Regions from separate parts of the Gadus morhua genome. Here region 2 is linked to region 1. A link is a contact called in public Hi-C data. All regions are on one chromosome and are shown on one strand. The core of a region is the stretch at or near the end of the contact, and the rest is flanking DNA. Distances in the headings are between cores, read along the strand shown. Region 1 holds the start of ccm2 (CCM2 scaffold protein). Region 2 holds the start of sptlc2b (serine palmitoyltransferase, long chain base subunit 2b).

The links. Hi-C and Micro-C count contacts between places; a contact is called where the count stands out from the background.
Region 2: a contact with region 1 is called in a Hi-C map of heart, with 2.4 times the contacts expected there. The contact joins the promoter of sptlc2b here to the promoter of ccm2 in region 1. A contact is called at or near these places in 2 of 6 Hi-C or Micro-C datasets (gill and heart).

The regions. Positions count from the first base shown.
Region 1 is chr21:9,808,181-9,810,880 of gadMor3.0, forward strand. ccm2 (CCM2 scaffold protein) reads left to right here and starts at 1,384. Exons shown (of 10, transcript XM_030345514.1): 1 at 1,384-1,792. The coding sequence starts at 1,763.
Region 2 is chr21:9,936,404-9,939,217 of gadMor3.0, forward strand. It overlaps sptlc2b (serine palmitoyltransferase, long chain base subunit 2b), which reads right to left and starts at 1,368. Exons shown (of 12, transcript XM_030344729.1): 1 at 1,088-1,368. The coding sequence starts at 1,306.

The DNA.
Region 1 (2,700 bases), core at 134-2,633:
TTGTTTTAGTTTTACTTTGATTCAATCTGCACTAGGACTTCTTTTTTCGGAGGGGGTGAAACGTAACGCGTCAAAGAAGCATTATTTTGGCAAAAACTCTCAGAAGCACAAAAGTGCTTCTGAGAACGGAATTATTATTGAGAACGAGCATAGGACGTAATTGCTGTGTTGTAAATTCCTGTCATCTCTCTATGTCTTTAACTTGTGTGTATCTATTTTTGTTGTTACTGTGGAATTGGCTGTAATATTTTGTTAAAATGCATTTGATATTCCAATGAAGCGAGTACGGTTGTTATATTAATTGCTGCTGGTTTTTGAAATTGTTCGAGCAAAAAGGTGTTGGGAAATATTGCTTTGTTAAATATTCAATCAATTTCTAGATTGTGTTAGCTTGTTGGTGTATTTTACAAATCTAATACTCCCTAGACTATATGATTTATCTGGGCTACTCAGTTGGCAAATTGCAGTACGCAAACAATTTGCTACAATCTGTAGCATATCAATAAAAATGTACTCTATACAACCATGTTGTGATTGAGAACATAAAATAAAGAATTATTTCTTTGTTGTTGTTAAATATAAAATGTAAGCAAATTGTTCCACGGAACTAGCATTCTTCGAAGAAAAAAAAAAGAGCAAAACTGATGTCCAGTATTGTACTTAACCCCTATTTCTGGGAACAATATGAATATTATTGATAACATGGTGCTAAAGTTATTTTGTATGTTTTGGTTTTTAGATGAAAACAGAAATATTAAGCGAAAAATGTAATGTTAAGCCTTACTGTAGATTATTATATCAGACTGTTCAAACAGAAGAGAACAAAATAAATATAGTCTTTGAAAGTGCAATGTGTACCAGTATTGTATTTATTTCAGATTATTTCTGGGCAAAAATATATAATATCATATCAACCCAATTAATAAATGATTATCTCTCCAATCTCCCTGCTATGGTGTTAGCCTACATCAATTTCCAAACTAGGATTATCATTAGTTATACAAATGAATAAATTGATGCAAGAAATGAATGGCAGATGGATGAAAGAATGGATGGATGATATATGTCTACAAACGAAAGTATAAGAAAAAGACCAATGTATGAATTAAAATGTCCCCCATGTGTGCCTCTTCATAGGTATAACGAAGGGGTGTATATGGATATTAACCTGGAAAATGTATCAACCTTATTATTTCATTTTTACCCTACACTATCAATCGAACTGCAGTAGGCCTATATACAAGCATAAGGTTAATATTGGGCAGATGGAAGTATACCAGTACGATGCTCTTACACACGTCATGGCACACGGACCCATGGATAAGATAATAATAGGCGACGAGAGTGCTCATCACTTGTTGATTTGCGTGTCCCCTGCCAAAATAGACGCGCAAAGCATGCTGGGTCACACTGTAGTTCAACGCCCAAAATGGCGATAGTGTTAAAAAGTTAAAAATGTTACGCCCGAGTTATTTATTCTTCTCCACCAGTTCGTTTTGCTGATATTGATACTCCGTCTGAACACAGTGTGCCCACTCCTTAAATACCAAAGTGTGTGTCTTGTTTAATAACGATGTCAAATTCCATCTTAAATTCCCTGCGTGTAAGCCAACCCATCCCAGGAGCTATGCTAGGCTAGCCAGCAGGCTAACCAAGCCCTTTTCCATAAAGTTGTCAGAGGATGACAATCAGTAATGTGTGCTCTCGAAAGATCTCCTTATGTTGATGTGAATATGACGAGGACAACGTTGCCGTAGTAGATATGGAAGAGGATGTAAAAAAAGTTAAAAAGGTAAGTAGGGGATTACCTTATGAATTATTTGACTTCCTAGCTTGCTAACAGGATTCAGTACTTGCTGTATTATTACAGTGTACTACCTGTGTATACGATAATATATGTCTCCGCTGCTTCAAACACAGTTCAGCTCGTGGTGTATAGGCTACTTTCTGAAAGTAGCAACTTGTTTATGATTTGTACAGCTCAGGTTATTAGATCTCAAATATTTGGCAGTTTACGCCCCCTAAATCGATTATAAAATGGACACATTAATGCGCTTGGAGTTAATCCTAACTTAATTCAGATTTACAAATATACACGTCAAAGGTATATAAGTAATTTACTTTATGTGTTCACTTTGTAAACTACTGTAATCTATAACATATACATTATTTATTAAAACTTGCAGTGTCTATCGTGAAACATAAAGCAAACACACATCATCTCTGTTTTCTATCTCCGCTTTCATTCTGGACTCCATAGCTTAATTTAATAAGTGTTAATGAGTATGTCAACATTTTATGAAAGCACACCATGCATTATCACAATACAATACAAACCATTGTTCCATTACAGATCATATATCTGCTGCAAGATCTGCTTGTCAACATTGTAGTCGGGATATCCTGACGTTTCCTGACGTTATCCTGTAGTTTTATGGTTTGTGGATGATGGAGAAATTCTTAACTCGTCATTCAAATTACTTGGAAGCGCACCTCAAGATAAAATATAGCATCATGCTTGGTTCATATGAAGCGTTACCTGGTTGGCCAAATGTGCTCTGCAGAGCCTTGTGGAGGGTTTCATGACAGTAATCAATAGATCTCAACAGGCTACTATGAGATATCAATTTATGTTGTTAGCATTTCATGCAATATTGCTCTCTACCACTTTGGGGCGCCATTGGATCGTAGCCAATGTAG
Region 2 (2,814 bases), core at 118-2,617, 130 kb after region 1:
GCGCAAGAGTGGTTCTGATATGACACACAACATTCAACATTCTTGTGAGGCAATCGGATTTCAGAATTTTGTAAGTTAGGATCAACTTGTATCACTTTTGACAGAAACTCTTTGCTAAACGCAGCATCATGGTATCACAATATGATCACAAACATTCCTTTTTCCAAGTTGACAGTTCCAGTAGATCTAGGCCTACAATCATAGGAAAAAGCATGCAAGGCAGCATGAATGGGTCAACCCCACACACCAACCCAAAACCCAACTCTGTTGCCATATATTCCCGTTCACCGTGGGGGCCACACCCAGCTCAGACTGAAGACATTCTTCCCCAGAGAATAAAGTGGGAACAACCCCCCTCCCCTTCTCCCAGGCGACAGAGACGCCTCCTCCAGTTACATTGTACAACGGGGTACTAGTATTCTTCATACTGGTGCCAATGTAAACAGAGACACTCTCCGCAGTCACACACACACACACACACACACACACACACACACACACACACACACACACACACACACACACACACACACACACACACACACACACACTAACAAGGGGTAAGGTTACAAAGACCTCAACACTGCAATCACACTGAATGACCAACTATGCACCTGTAGTTTGGGTAGTCTGTAGCTAAGAAACCGAAACGACGGGACTGGGAAACAAATAAATACGCTTCTCGTCAGCTTCCAAGTTGACAGACTGAGGAATGATTGAACTCTATCCCGTTACATATGTTTAAATTAATCCTGCCATAATTGTATGGGCAGTAATGTAAGCGAATAGCCAATGATCATGACAAAAAACACTAAAATAAGTACAAAAAAATATAGATTTATCTTTCATTTGCAGTAGTTTGTGATAAGTTTTAACTACCCCGACCCAACGTAACTGTTGTTATGTATGAAGACTCAGAGCCCCAGGGCATAGCGATATTCACACCGTTAACACCGATCCACAGACCGTCAAAACAAGCAGGCAACGACGTGAACGTATCGATCTCTACAGACAAAATGAGGATGAAAACACTTTGTTCCTCCCTAGTTAGCGGTTTAATATCCAACAGAGGATGGCTGGGCCTCACCTTTTCCCTCGGGCGGCGGTACTTTTGCGGCTGCTGAAACAGGCAGTGGTTCTTCACGAAGCCATTTTTACCCGATTTCTTGTCCTTTGAGCTCCGTTGGCAGGCGTCTCCATTCAGCAGCTTATTGCTGGAACTTTCTGTCATGTTCAGGCGGTAGCAGAAGGCGCCCGGCAACTGGAAAACTGAGGTATCTTCACTCGTGTGTGGCCGTGAAGTCATGTATGTGCCGAGGGGAGGGGGGAGAAGAGACGACAAGACGCCCACTCTGCACTATGCAACACGAGATTGCCGGAAACACCCGCCCCTACCGCTGTACATCGGCCAATGACGCCGCGGCAGACGTCACCCACTCTTCTATATGGGGGGGATGGTCCTAAAAGCACCGGGTCCACCTTATGGAAATGTCCTATAATAACCTCATCATGGGAAATAGGGAGAGTCAAGCATTGATACGTAGGCCTTGCCGCTTTTTTTTTTTTTTCAAAGACATATCTCACCTGAATGGTGTTGGGCCAATGGAAGTGTTCAGCCCTCTGTCAGATTACATTGTACGTTGTTTGGGTAGCCGGTTACCTTGGCATCACCTGTTTATTACCTTATTATGTCAGCCTCAGACACGAGTCGTCACACACGCTTCCTTGTAATGAAAATATTTTATGAAAAACAAATGATCACAGCTTTGGTTCCCATAGTCTTGATTGCGGATTTCGTTGAATTTGTATTTTAACAGAGTTGTTAGTTTGTAAATTTAGTGAGTGAGGTAGTTACTTCGTGTCATTGTTTATGTTAGAAACCGCACCGTGGTTGCGTATCTTGACGTCATTATTTTCTTATCAAGAGATAATGACATATCTTTATTTTACATGTAGCAGAATAGTCCTACATCCGAAACGTTATGTATGACCTGCATTCGATTTGAAATGTTACTTACGCATTGTACTGTATCATATCTAAATGTGCATTGCAACCATGTAAAACAAACTGGGCTGGTTTTATTATCCTGCATTCAAATGTGCTGACATTTGGGCAACATTTCACTGAGGAATTACTTATTTGCCTGGGATGCACTTTTCGTGTCAACCTGCTAGGCGTCCCTGTTGAGCCACGTATTTCAAAAAAACACTTTATATCAGACCATTAGACTTAAAATCATGTTACATTAATGTTCTTAAATTGTAATTTCATTTGTCAAGATAGTATGTTTTATGTGAACATTTTTTCTGTATAATTAAATTGACCACTTTGATAAAGATGATGGAAGAAGGAAGATCTTGCTCAAGTAGGCTACAATCAGCTTGCAACTGTTGTGAGAGTGGAAAAGGAGAATATCCAATCCTAATATGATCTAAATACAGGCTAACGAACAGACAGTGCCTCTCGTTGACATTGGGACAAGGTATAAGCTGCTTTGGGACATTATTGGTTAAGATGGAGACAGTAATAAAGAAAAAAAACGTAATTCAGATTCATATTCATATTCATATTACTGAATGTATCAACAGGTCTGTCGACAGGTCTGTCAAAATTGTCAAAAATGTAAGTAATTAAAAAAAAGAACATTACAGTACAAAAAAATAAAAGAATATTGAAAAATAATTAATTAATTTCACACAAAGATGTAGGCCTACGCCAAATCCAACATCTAATAGTACATTAAGTGGCTCTAAAAATGCATTCGATTAAAACTGTTAAATTGTGCATTGTATATATAAAGTAGGTGAATAGCC